Regions from separate parts of the Oryctolagus cuniculus genome. Here region 2 is linked to region 1. The links are chromatin contacts, called in public Hi-C maps. All regions are on one chromosome and are shown on one strand. Each heading gives the region's core, a stretch centred on a gene start, on an enhancer-like site or on the middle of the called end of the contact. The rest is flanking DNA. Distances are from core to core; before and after follow the strand shown.

Region 1 (7,097 bases), core at 3,841-6,340:
TGACATGAGAACATAAGGCTTCCTTCAGGACGGAGAGCTGGTGTCCTGTGTCGGACGTGTCTGAGAGCACACGGAGTGCTTGGCTGGAGGAGGAGAGGACACCCGTGCTTCCTCGGGCCCCACGCAGTAAGCCGTGTCCACATTACACAGGCAGCTGCACCTTGACTCCTCAGACCCTGGCCACTGGCCACAGGCCTCTGTGGTCACTGAGCACTGAAGGACATGGAGGATTGATTTCAAGGGTAAACATTTTCAATGAGACGAGGTCCCCCCGGTTCAAGAGCAGGGACTTTTGGGAAGCCTCACCAAACGGTCGATGTCAAGCCTGTCAGATGAGGTCAGTAGCTAGACGTCCGCTCACTGCACAGCCCAGAGCGCCAGGGTCCCGTCCGTCTCCCCCACACCACGTGTGAGTTAAACTGCATTTGACCTCTGCAAACCCACAGACACATAAACAGTGCCAGATGAGACACAGCCCTGGGATGTCCACTCTGGAGGCAGGAGAGCTGAGAGCCCCGGAGGGGAGTGGCTGCCCTGTGTAAATGGAGCGCATTAGTCACGGGACTCCAGCCCACGTTCCTCCCAACAGCTGCCTCTTGCTGCACTATCAGAGCAAAGTGCTCTTGGCCCCAGAGACTGCAGGAGAAGGAGCGCAGCTCAGGGGTCAGAGTGCAGCTCAGGGGTCAGAGCGCAGCTCAGGGGTCAGAGTGCAGCTCAGGGGTCAGAGTAACGACACTGCGGAGCAGAGGCAGGGACCTGGGCGGGCTGGCATCTGAGGAGCGTGCTGCAGAGCGGCACTGGTGCATTTCAGACTCGGCCGTGACCTGTAGCACTAAACAGAGTGAAATGCAACATGGAGCTCGGCTGCTTCCTGAAAGATCTGGAATTAACGTATTTCTGTTGGCAAGGCCACAGTTGAAACACCATAGATGAGTCCCTGTGCTGGAGATCTGAGCAGAGAGACATGGAAGTGAATGTTGGACATGTGAGAGTAAAGAGTAATACAAATGCACACTGAGTATAGAGGGGGTGGGCGGCCTGGTGGTTAAGATGCGGCTTACGACTCAAGTGTCCGCTCTCCTTGCGGGGCTGTGGAAGCCCAGGAGCTGGGGCCCGAGGGCCACGGCAGGGTGAGTGTCCGGGGGCTCTCTCCCTGTATTTGACCCCGTGTTGGTTTGCAGGAGTGCTGTGGAAACCAAGGGAGGCGTTCTGCTCCCAGGAGATCTCGAGGAGGAGTGTCGCAGCAGCAGCAGCCGTAGCCGTTGGATCGGGCTGTAGAGGAGACGCTAGAGGGGTTCAGCCGTGAATGCTGGAGGTGGAGTTCTTGCAGAATGTGGAGGCACCAAAGCAGTTCTAGAAACAAGGGGCATTTTCTTAGGAGCTGGTGGCATGCTTGGAAAATACGTAGACCGAAAGCTGTTGAAATGCCGTATGGAGCTGCCCATTCTGCCGAAGTTCCGAAACCTTTCATCATGCAAATAATTTCCCTGCTTGTTTTATAATATAAAACCAGGAGCCGGTGCCGTGGCTTAGCAGGTCAAGCCACCACCCGCAGTGCTGGCATCCTGTATGCCCACCAGTTCGAGTCCCAGCTGCTCCACTTCTGGTCCAGCTTCTTGCTAATGTGCCTAGAAAAGCTGGGAGGGTGGCCCAGGTACTTGGGCCCCTGCACACAAGTGGGAGGCCTAAAAGAAGCTCCCGGCTCCTGGCTTGGGTCTGGCCCAGCCCCATCCATTGAGGCCATTTGGGGAGTGAACCAGTGGATGGAAGACCTCTCTCTCTAACTCTGCCTTTCAAAATAAATAAATCTTTATATACATATAACTTTATATATACATACATACACATATGCATACATATTTATATATATACATGTAAAGTTATATGTTTGTTTATAATATATATATATATATATATATATATAAAATAACTCCTGTCAAAACTGATGACATCCATTGTCTCTAAACTTTAGTTTCACTGTTCTGGTATATGTTTTAACAAGTAAAATGTATAAATGAAAACTGAATCCATGCAGCAGGGACAGCATGACCAGTGGCCCTGGCTTTCTGGGTTGGATCCCTTTGGGCCCCCCAGTAGGCCTAGTTGGGCACCAGGAGTCCTGGGAGCTCCGTGCCACACAGCGAGCCCGTGGCCAGGCGTGGGAAGGACATTAACCAAGCAGCATCGAATGCTGGCACAGCACGGTGGGGCCCAGTGTCCGCGCGTGCTGGCCTGCGTCCAGGTCGCCTTCACCACGTGCTGAAGAGGCACTGCCCTCAAACCTCGCCTGGGGCTGCTGCGAGGGGAGCTAGTAAACAGGGACAACGCAACCCAAGCGCACCCTCAAATTAGGCAGCTGGCCTCGGGAGAGAAGTTGAGGGGGCTCCGGGTGGGACAGTTTTGAATTAGGAATTTCTTTCTTTTCTTTTTTGAAAATTTATTCATTTACTTGAAAGTCAGATTACAATAAGGGAGAGGAGAGAGGTCTTCCTTCCACTGGTTCACTCCCCAAATAACCACAATGCCCAGAGCTGGGCCAAGCCAGAGCCGGGAGCCAGGAGCTTCTTCCAGGTCTCCCACATGGGGACAGGGGCCCAGGCACTTGGTCCGTCCTCTGCTGCTTTCCCACGTGCATTAGCAGGGAGCTCAATCAGAAGTGGAGCAGCCGGGACTTGAGCCAGTGCCCACAGGGGATGTTGGCACTGCAGGCCGTGGCTGTAACCTGCTACACCGCTGCAGTGCAGTGAACCCATGTGCCCAGCAAGGCCCTGACTGGCAACTACGCACGACCTCCCCTGTGTTATTTTGAAGTTGACCTCAGAGATGAGGTTATTTCTCCTGAAAATATTTCAGAGTGTGGTACGGTAAGGGCTCTTTGGAACACAAACAGAATGTATGACATCCCGCCTTATCAGGGTTTTGACTTGTCGTTACATGTCTGCTCAGTGGAGAGGGTTGTGGGTACTGGATTCTGGGGAGGTGCGTGCAAGTTCTAAAGTGTCAAACCCTGAAGAACGTTGCTCACCAGGAGGCCAGCGAGAGCAGTGGAGGGGCTCAGGGCGGTGACCCACACAAAGTAGAGTGGACCCCTGACCCTAGAGAGGGTGGCCCTTCCCTGGCACCTGGCACTTGGTTGTTGGGAGGGTTTCCTCTGCTCACAAAACCGATGAAGGGAGGGTGAGGTACACAGTAATGGGTAAAACCAAATCAGTGTGTGAACGCAGGAAGCCACTTCACACTGCTTGATGAGCGTTCCAGAGCGGATGCATCCCAGATGTCAGCGAAGTGATCATGGGGAAAACGGGGCAGCTTCCTTCTCAATTTTGGGTTGAATTGTTTCTCCCAAAAAGATACGTTGAGGCCTTAATCCCCAGTACTTGTGAATGTGCACTTATTTGGAAATGGGAACTTTGCAGTGTCACTGGGTTAAGGTGGGGTCACGCTGGGTTAGAGTCTGGGCCCTGATCCAGGGATGGGTGTCCTTATAAGGAGAGGGCGATCTGGAACGAGACGCGAGGGGAATAACACTGACCGCAGAGCCGAGCATTGGAGTGCCGCATCCTCGGCCTCGGAGCTCCAGGATGGCCGTGCTCCCTCGGCCGCTCCTCGCGTCTCCGGAGGGAGGAAGGCCCTGCCGACACCTCGGGGCGGACGTGGGCCGGGGGAGCCGTCAGAGCGGTTTCTCTGTGAAGCCCCCAGTTTGCAGTGTTCTATCAGGGCAGCCCCGAGAAGCTGCCGCGGCTGCCTTGCTGAGTAGGCTGAGTGAAACGCCTCTGCCACCCAGCGGGAGACCCAGTTTTCTCCTCACTCAGCAGTTCAGGGAAACTCACCTAAGACTTCCCCACTCGTCAGAAGCGAACCAGCCTCAGACACCGAACAGCGCGCTTCGCGCTTGGAAGACAGGCCCGGGCGCTCGTGGGCGCGGCAGCTGTGCTGCCCGTGTCCCTGCAGAGTCCTGGTTGAGGCCGGGCTCTGACTCCCGATGCAGGCCCTGCACGGCAGCAGGCGAGAGCTCAAGCAGTTGGGTCTCCGCCACCTGCCTGGGAGGCCTGGATGGAGCTCCTGGCTGTGGCCAGGCCCAGCCCTAGCCATTGTGGACATCTGGGAAGTGAGCCGGCAGGTAGGAGCAGTCTCCTGCTGTCGCAGAGGGTGCGGCACGCCCGTCAGTCAGCAGTTCCCCTTCCGGGACGTGGAGCTTCGGCCAGCCAGCCTGGCCGTCCACGTGCAGCTGTGAAGCCGGGGTTGAGGGTGAGGGGACACTTTCGGTGGCGGGCCGATGTGCTCACAGCCATCGAGGGAGCCCGTGGACACCCAGGCCGTTCAGGCGGGGAGAAATGTTTTTAAATTCTGTTTGTTCGGGATAATTGGAATTTCAGAGACAAGACTGAAAGCTTAGCTCTGCAGAGCAGACCTGCACGCCCAGGAGTATGAAAAAAAGCATAGGAGAGGCCCCTGGCTTGGAGCAGGACTGAGAGGTGGACAAGTGGATGGATCATTCCCAACCCAGCAGGCAGACCACAGCGATGGCTGTGTGAGAAGTGCTTTACTGTGTCCAGGACTTTCCACCTGACAGCTGCCAGGACCTTCCAGAAGGGAGCGTAGAGTCCAGTTTCTCCGCATGGAGGACTGGAAGTCAGTGCAGCCCCTGAAGAGGAGGCAGTGTCCCGCGGGGAGACAGAGCGGGGTGGGGAGGTGGCCTGGGAGGGAGTCCGGAGAGAAGACGGGAGCAGGGAAAATGTGCCAGCACCGGCTCGTGCCAGGGAGTCAGGGCGTTTTGTCCCGTGATCCTCCCAGTGACCGCTGGGACAGGTCTTACAGCCCTGCTTCACAGAGAGGTCAGAGCCTGGGGACCTGCCCAGGGACACACAGCACTCGGACACTCCCACCTCTGCAGAACCACACGGCCCGCCCCACACCTGTGACCTCTCCCAGCTGGGACATGGCCCTGTGCACTGGGGCAGGTGCTGGCACGCAGAGCTCCGGTCCCACTTTCCAGGCTAGCCACAGGCAGGGGAGACACCGCAGACCCATGGCCCGGCCTTCAGCTAGCTTGGCCTGCCACCAGCTCTCCTCCTCCACAGCCCTGGGAACAGAGGGCTCCATGGGGAACTGAAAGAGCCACCTGACCCAGCTGGAGTGGGGGAGCCTGGTTCATGGGGACAGGGTCAAACCGTGTTCACATTTGTGTTTTGTTCTCGGACCACATTTCCAAAGCTTGCCTTCCCTGGTCTCCGTGCACCCCTTGCGAGCCCACCGTCATCTCCCTTCTTCACCTGTCTGTCCCTGGGCCTCTCACAGAGCTCGGCCAGCAGTAAGCATTGGCTTCATCCTGGTCAGTGGCTGACTGGAGCAGGGTTCGGGGCTGTGGGCACTGAGGCGGAGACTGAGAAGAGAGACAGGGCCTTGTCCGGGAAGTGCTGGGAACTGGAGGAGTTGCCTGGACTCCCCCCCCCCCCCCAGCTCTGAGCTCTGTCAGCTGTGCCGAGTGCTGGGCACGGGCTTTGGTGGCCACCTCTGGTCCTGCCTGTGCCCCCTCCCTCAGGCCCCTAACACTTGGGACGTTTCGTGGATGTCATTCTGCTCCTGTATTCTGGGACTGTCATCACACCCGCCCTTGAACTTAGTAACTGAGCTCTGCCGGTTGCTTCCTTGTTCTTGCGGCATCTCCGTCTGCTCCATGTACATTTGCTCCTTGTCTCAGCTCAGGTGGGCTGGTCCTCCCAGTCAAGGCGTCTCTGAGTGCCTGAGAGCCCGCACAGCCAGCGTCCCTGTGTGGGCTGGGCTTCATGTGACCTCTGTTCTCTAGAGATCCACTGCCCACCTGCAGCCTGAACGGGCTCAGGCCCCTGCTCTGTGGGAAGCCACGTGCTCGCGGGCTCACGGGCTCACGGGCTGCTCTGTGCTGAGGGCGGGAGAGCCTGTCTGCCAGCACCGCGAGTGAGGACCCCGGGTCACGCTGGGAATAAACCCCTGGGTGCAGGCTGTGCTCTGTCCGTCACGGCACCCTGTCACCTGGCTGAGTCACTGCTGTGGGGCTCTGGGGCCTGAATGTGAAGCTGGGGGGGGGGGGCAGGCAAGGCGTGAACAAGAGGTCTCCTGGGGTCACCGAGCTGTAGCGTTCATGATTGTGACTTACATAACCGCTAGGGCCCACTTCCTCATCCAGAAAGGAGCGACTCCTAAGGGCCCAGAGGCCCTTCCACTGCTGGAGTCAGAACCGTCCCGGGAGAGGGTGTCGGGATGTGGCGAGTCCACTGCGGCCCGAGGGCACCCGTGACAGCCCACGTCCTGCCCGGTGCTGGGGACGCCTACTGTCTGTGCTGTCTTGGGATTTGCCCCTTTCTCCTGAAGGTGGAGCCTTTCTGATGCCCTTTTACGCAGTGTTGTTTTATTCTGAATTCTCAGAACGTCCACTCCCATTTTTCTCCGAGAAATAGTTCCAAAATCAAATACAGAGGCATTGACCTAGTCACCGTTTCACTCTGGAGTTTGGAGAGAAACTTGAAGGATCTCGGAAGCCAGTAGCCTGTTTTGAAAATAACTTTCAGTGCTTGCTTCCTACAGTTCAAAGCAGTTAAACCCGCTGTCTGTCGTGGCCTTTTACCTGATCTGTAAAGTCACATGTTTCGTGGACATTTGCTTTCATTTTTTCCTGCAAAAATTCCAAGATGAAGGTCATAGTCCCCATTTGACAGATGAGCCAGCTGAGGCTCAAGGACATAGTGACAAGTCCAGAAGCCTGGTTCACATGTCCTCTACTCCCTCCTCCCCCACCGGAAGGTCGCTTCCGTGCAACTGAGTAAGACTGAGTTGCAGGCACCTATGCCTCACAGGGCCTCCCAGGTAGACCTGCATCGCCTGCCTGGGGGACTGGAGCCTGGTAGCCCACCGCACAGCCTGCTGGTGTTGCTCTGAACCCAGCTTCCTGCCCACAGAGGGCCACCTTGTAGAGCCCAGACCTTTCGCTCCATAGGTCGCCAGTGCTCTCCTCTCTTTGGGAGCCCCTTTTGTAAGTTCAAGTTTGCAACTTACTTGGAAAGTGTGAAAGGTTCAGAGCTAGCCCACAGGTTGCCGGGATACGCCAGACCCTCCCTACA
Region 2 (6,930 bases), core at 77-2,576, 57 kb before region 1:
CCGGCAGGGAGACACCGGGAGTCGTCCCCACCAGCCCCTCTCGGCTCCGAGGGAAAAGTGAGGTGCAGGACCCCTGCCGCGGCCCCGGGCTCTGCCACTGAGAGCCGTGAGTGCCTTCCCGGGTCCCATCCCACCCACAGCCCTGGCCCAAGGACCTTTGCGATCCCTGCCGATTCTAGGCACTGTGAAAAGCCTAGGATTCCACGGGCGTTACAAACATGATCCATAATGATTTACAGAAGACCAACAAAGCGATTCCACCGAACGCCGCCGCCGCCAGGAAAAATCGGTGCCCAGTCACATGCTCCCGACTTCCTCTTCCTCCGTGTTGAAGCGATGGTTCTATCCGCCAGCTCCTATCTGCAGTTAATCTGAGTCCCCATAAATGCGTCCAGGGGTCAGGCTTCCCAGGGCAGCCTCTGCCCCCGCCTCCCCGTCCACACGGAGGACACAGCAGGCACCTGCTCCCGCCACGGGGCTGCGGGGTGCCCACTCTGGTCCCTGCAAGCCCTCACCACCCCTGGACCGACAGGCATCAAAGCCATTTCCCTCCCTGGCCCCAGTCAGGGGACAGACACACTGCCAGCCCCCAGGGGAGGAAGCTGCCACACCCCAGGGGCACAGGTTCAGGGCGTCCTTCTCCGTTGGTTTAAAAAAAAAAAAAAAAGGTAGGCACCATAGGTTGGGAGGAGACTTAACAATTTTGGAAACGTGCGTGTCCAGCGTCCACTCCTCAGCACCGCCCAGCCCTGGGCGGCTGCCCGGCTCATTTCACAGCCTAACGACTTTCTGAGCTGTGCCTTCCACACTCCCTTTCCTGCCTGGGCTGTGATGGAAGCCAAGGACCCCAGCCCAGACTCGGAACTGAGAGCAGTCATTCACCAGAACTGCCCAGGCCAACCCCGGCGCACCGGCGGCCAGGACCCTCCAGCCCCCTCCCCCAGGACTCCAGGGGCCATAGGGCAGGTCTCGGCATTGGACGAAAAATAAGACTTGTTGTTGGCCACCCATCTTTGGGGACAGACCAAGGGCAACCCTCGCCCCGGGCGCTCACCGCGGCCCCACGAGGCCAGGGAGCAAGGCAGGGCGAAACCGAGGCACAGGGGGCGGCCTCCGGCTCCACCCTGGAAAGCCTCGCGGCTTCGCCCCGCGCGCAGCCCATCCCGCCCAGCGAGCCTACCTGCCGCCGCCCGCGTTCGCGCCCGCCGCCCGCGTTCCCACGCTCGCCGCCGCGCTCCCGGCGACGCAGCCCCGGGCTCCCGGCGGCGGCGCGGTTTTAAGGGGCAGGGCGGGCCCGGCGCGCCGAGCGACGGCCTCGCGGGCCAATGGCGCGCGAGAAGCGTGCGCGCGCCGCCCAATCGGCTCGGCCCGGTTGACCCGCCTTCTCCTAAACGCCGGCCTTTCCGAGAAACCACTTTGCTGGCCGAGCGCCCGCGTGCGGCGTGGCCGAGGGTCCAGGGCCTCTTCCGGAGCCGCCACCTAGCCCCTCGCGTCGGGCTGGGGGTCCGTGGGCGGCGCGGGAGGGGGGTTCCCGGAGAAATTCCCGAGGGGGCGCAGGGGCGTCGCGTTAGGGTAAAGAGGGTGATGGGGCCCGGCCAGGGCAGGGGTCCGTGCTTCCTCTGCCCCCACCCAAGGCCCCCGGCTCGGGCCCACTTCCTGGAGCAGCACCAGACGAGCGCGCCCCACCCCCGACCCGCGGAAGGCTCCAGGCACGTGTCCTCGCTGCGCGGCCTTCGGAGACCAGCCGCCGGCCAGTGGCCCCGCGCGGTGTCCACTCCTGACGTGCGAGAGCCAGGGGGCCCCTCGGGAAAGCCGCCGTCGCACAGTCGCGGCCGAGGGAAGGGGGCCCCCGCGCCCTGCGCCCGGAGCCCCTGCAGCGCCCGCGGCCGGTGCACCTGCGCCCCGTGCACCTGCGCCCGTCCTGGTGTGAGCTGGGAGTTAGCGGAAGCGTGGCGGTGGCCGTGGGGGCCACATTGCGGACGGAAAGAGAAACCGGGAGAGCCGAACAAGGAAGCTTTTCCCTGTCCCCTCCGAAAGGAGGAAGCCCGGGGTCGCAGCTGATTGACAGCCCCAGCTTACCCGGCTGCCTCACGCGCTGGGCTTTTCCAAGAGAATGTCTGAAAAAAGGCATCTGCCCCAGAATACAAAAACCGCTGCAAACTTTAAAAACGTTCAGATAAAATCCTCAAAACGTGGCAACTCCATGAATGTAATTATCGCTCAGTAAATGTCTCCGATCTGAAAACCATTTGCAAGTTAGAAAATACCTGGTATGAATTTCTTCATACAATTACAAAGTCCCCGGCACCAAACAATTTCAAATGAACTTATTTTTTAAACGGGCGAGTTCTTTACGCTTCCCCAGATGGAGGTGGGGCTGTTTGAATGTTTGCTGTGTTGCGCGGTGCAGCTCCCAGAGCTCAGAGCACATCGGAAGCCTTTGAAGAGGTTTTTTTTTTTTTCCACAGATCTGCCTCTGGAGTCCCCGACACCGACTTCCCCCAGCGCTGTCCCTGCTCGCGGACTCCGCCCTGCACCTGCCCCAAGGAGCGAGCGGGAGCGGGGAGCGAGCAGAAGTGGGAGGCACTGCTGGCGGTAGATGTCACTGCAGGTCCAGCAGGCGTCCTCACCAGCCGCCTCCCTGCCTGGGGAGGGCTCCCAGCTGCTCTGGGCATCCCTCGAGCCCCCACCGCGTGCCCAGGACAGCACGGGCACACGATGGGCGGGCTGTCTCCGATGGTCCTGCACCCCCAGCAACTCGCAGTCCCAAGGAATCCACGCTCACTTCCACGGCAGCCCCCTCCCTCCTCGCCACGCCCCCAGCGAGGGCCTTTCTGTCTGGCAGCTTCCCCGTGGTTGTCACAGGGGTCTCCTCCTGCCGTCCTTGTCCCTGGGGCAAGAGGAAGAACCCACACTGTGGCCCCGTGGTCACAGGTGAGGGACGTCTGGAAGCAGGGACCCAGGGACACCCCTCTGGGTCCCCTCCCCGCCCCACCACACAGCCCCTTGGAGGCTGCCTCAGACCGGTTCCCACCAACCCACCAGTGGTCCGAAGCCCTGGCAGCCCCTCCCTCCCTCAGGGAGCCCCTGTGCTTTCTCCCCACCCCCCTGACTCCTATCTTCCTGAGCCCCACAAACCACCTCCTCCTCCTCATCTCTCTGCCCACTTCTCCCACGGCCCTCCCCTCCCAAGTGTCAATCTTTCTCAGTGGGCAGTGACCGAGAACCGGCCTGGGGGCAGATCCCTGAGGGCCTCCCGCTCTGCCAGGGTCCGCCTAGACGACACCGTGTCCCCCAGAGCTCCAGCCCCAGCATGATTACCGGGGGGTGGCAGGCAGGGTCAGAGACCCCCGAGGAAGCCATCAGCAAGCCAGGAGGACACTCCCCAGAGCCCACTGTCCTGGCTCCCAGAGCTGTGGCTTCCAGCCTCCGTGGCTGCCGGAGTTGATCGGTTCAGCCCCAGGTCAGGGTCCACAGTCCGAGCTCAGACGGGGCCCAGCGTGGGCGGTGCAGCTGGCGTAAGCGTCCGACAGGGTCTCCTACCTGTGCTCCCCGCATCGGATCAAGTCTATCCCCTTGGCCCTGTCGCCTGCACTTGAACAGGTGCCCCTCCCCCTCAAGACAGGAATGAGGGTGACGGGCACTCCTCCGGTTTCACACCGAAGCTGCTCCGACCCCGCCCGGCAGCGAATCAGAGCTCTGCAGATTGCTGCCAGGAGGAGGTGTCCCGCCCCCTCCTCAGCCCCGGCTCTGGCAGGAGCCGAGGTGCCTGAGATTCGCAGGTGTAGATGCGCCCAGGGGTGCTCCCTGGGGACTCGAAGCCCTGGAAGTCCAGAGCTGAGGTGCAGAGTGGGCTCGGGAAGAGGGAGGACGAGGGTGTTGCTGGAGAGGGTCCCTGACCGAGCGCTTTTCCCGGGGGAGCCCCCACCTCTCCAAGCCTGAGCCCGGGGCAGGGTTTCCAGCGAGAACTGTGCTGGCCGAGGGAGCAGTCTCCTGACAGTGGGGCTCCGCCTCCTGCCCTGGAAACCCAGAGAAGTTGTGTGAAGTTCACCAGAGACACAGAGAGGACCCTTAGCCCCCAAGTGCCAATCAACTGTGCTACACCCGCCCTCGGGGGAAACACCACAGAGCAATAAAATGGAGCAGCAGCTGCACAGTCCGTCCCGACGCGAATCTCGCGGGCACAGCGTCGCCTGGCAGGTGCCCAGGCGAGAGCACACCTGGGAGTCTGATCTCAGCCCCACAAAGATCAGGATCGGGCAGGAATGACAGCTCTGAGAGCAGTGACCCCTGGGGGGGGGGCTGAGTGGGGGCTGACCGGGACAGCCACAGAGGGCCCTCCTGGAGCTGGAGCGTGCTGCACCTTGACGAGAGTGGCGTTTCCACAGCTGTGTGCACGTGTACAACCACCATCCTGCCTAAGGATTGGGCAACTGCAGGGGAGGCCCCTCCCCAGACCTTCTCAAGGTGGCCAATGAACACCCAGCCACAGGCACGCGCGGCCCCAGGGCTCCAGGCACAGTCAGCCGCGGGCACGCGCGGCCCCAGGGCTCCAGGCACAGCCCAGCTGGCGACTCCCCTGGGAGAGCCGAGGACCTTGTCCTCACGGAGAGGGTAAAGGCCCATTCGTAGTTTACTCACAGAACAAACATCAGGCAGTTAAACACTCGGAGGGACTGTGTGTGTGTGCAGGAAGCAGAAATGTTCTCATGTGAACCAACGTCTTCCAATCAACGTGGGAGTCCATCACGGTGGCCCACCGGAGCCGACTCAGGGGCCCTGGAGCAGAAATACCCAGAAACTGGCCGAACTCGCCTACCCCAGAGGCTGAGCTTTGACTCCAGCCTAGCAGTAGTTTCTCTTTCGTTGACACTTTGCTCTCCTTGTTCAAAGTGGACTTGGATGATAATCCGCCAGGTCCTAATGTTGCCCCAGTCTATTTCTTGATTCTAGGAGGAAAACCAGCAGAAATCTGAGCCGTGGCCACATCTGCTCATCACCTAAATTTCATCCTTTTAAATACGCTGTTCGTGCCTGGGGTGTAGGATCCGTGGCCCTCACCCACGCGCAGAAATAGTGTCCCTGAGCACCCTTTCTCTTCTCCTCCCAAGGTGGCCTTCACTGACGGCCTCGCCCCGACGCAGACGGCTCTGCACAGCGAGAGGATTCTACGCGCAGGTCAGAAGATTCTGGGACTTCAGGGCTGCTGCCGGGGGTACTGGTCTACCGAAAATTGAGATCCTGACAATAGGATCACAGACATGGGCGTCTTTATATTTAGATCTAAATATCCAGGGCACTTAGCAAAGAGGCGGAGTCCCAGAGGGAGCCTCCGGGATCAGACTCAGTGCGTTCGGGGTGGGGGCTCCGGGAGTTGCACACTTAGCAAGCACCAGCAGGCGTCCCCGACAGGCTGATCCAGTTCCTGCTGTAGCAGGCTTCGAGACAGCAAACCCAGCTCTCAAAACGCACGGCCAAACCATGCAGGAAACCCAGAGCAACCGATTTAAGTTATTTTTATTTTAAATGTATTTATTTGGGAGACATATAGAGAGATCCTATCCACCAGTTCACTCCCTGAATGCATCAACAGCCAGGGCTGTGCTGGAGCCAAAGCCAGGAGCCTGGAACGCAACCGGGGTCTCCCAGGTGGGTGGCAGGAACCCCATCACTTAAGCCAGCACCTGCTGCCTCCAAGGTGCACACCGGCGGAAGCCTGAGTCAGGACCCAGGAGTGGAACCCAGGCTTCCGATGAAGGATGCAGGGGTCTTTGGCACCGAGCCAGACCCCCGCCCCTAATCGCGAGTTCCCGGCATGGGAAGAAGGTCCTACAAGGGGCCCCCGGAGCTGCGTCTCTGCCATGGTCCTGACAGGCAGGTCTGCCGCTTCACTTCACGCTTCTGTGGCTGTGGTAGTTGCCGTCGGCGGGCAGAATCCGGCCCCGTCCTGACCTCAGTCCACATAATATGACCTGGGCCTTAATGATCTTCCTGGAAATGGGGCGTGGTGCCTGGAGAGACAGCGCACTGCCCCTTCCCGGAAGCAGGCTTGGCCACTGTTAAAGATGACAGCACTGTTTCCTGTCATTTGTCATCATGGCCATGTCCCAAGATTCTGTGATCCCAGATCGACTTCACTGTCACTTAATGGATCCTCGACAAAGACTTCCGGACGGGAGCAGTCAGATTCAGCTCCGGTCTCCTTGCCTTCTGCGTCCTTCTCTGCGGCCCGTGGGCGGCTGGGCTGCCCCAGGTAAGTCCCCGGGGCTCAGAGGTGAAGAGCGGTCCCGTGACCCTCAGAGCCACATTCCAGAACCGAGCACAGAAAACAAAGAGGAGGAGCCGCCTTCGCTAGGAAAAGGGAAAACATACAGTCTGCACCCATTTCCGGAACACCGGCCCCTAAGTCGTCACGTTTGGTTCCCAAACAGCGCCGTGGGCAGGGCACTTGAAAGACAGGGAGCCTGCGAGCCCGGTGGCCACAGCCCCTCACCTTCAAATCCAGGGCCGTGTGCCCTCCCCCACGGGGCTGCGCCCAGGAGCAGAGCAAACACACGCCCAGGCTCCTTCCTCCACGCCATGCAAGGGCTGCGCCAGGCACGCACCCCTGTTTCTTCCAGACCTGAGTGCCCCCAGCCGTGCACAGTCCCTCCAGGCAGAGCTGTGTGACAGGCTGAAAACCAGCCCCCGGGGACTGCTGGGGAGGGGACACACAGGGCTGAAGTCACTTCTGTCCACCCGGGACGGCCTCCCTCCTGTTCTGGGCTACTGTGTTGAGCCCTGTCCCCAGCTCATGCAAATAAACGCGTCCTCACTTGCAAGCCAAGGGACATGGCCTGCTTCACGCCCCGCGCACCCGACGGTCACCAAGGTCAGGGTCGGGCTGGGGTCAACACAGTCCACACCGGCTCTCAGAAATCCTCTGTCCTC

The links. Hi-C and Micro-C count contacts between places; a contact is called where the count stands out from the background.
Region 2: a Hi-C map of liver shows a contact between it and region 1, with 7 times the contacts expected there. The contact joins the promoter of IRF8 here to the enhancer-like site in region 1. A contact is called at or near these places in 2 of 6 Hi-C or Micro-C datasets (liver and an unstated tissue).

Annotation. Positions count from the first base shown.
Region 1 is chr18:66,946,699-66,953,795 of mOryCun1.1, reverse strand. No RefSeq gene overlaps it. Among named protein-coding and RNA genes, the nearest start is that of COX4I1, 26 kb to the right of the region's middle. Within about 2 kb of position 5,090, at least 1 of the 8 cell types and tissues checked has an H3K27ac peak or open chromatin away from gene starts, as enhancers often do.
Region 2 is chr18:66,999,767-67,006,696 of mOryCun1.1, reverse strand. It overlaps IRF8 (interferon regulatory factor 8), which reads right to left and starts at 1,326. Exons shown (of 9, transcript XM_051829272.2): 1 at 1,181-1,326.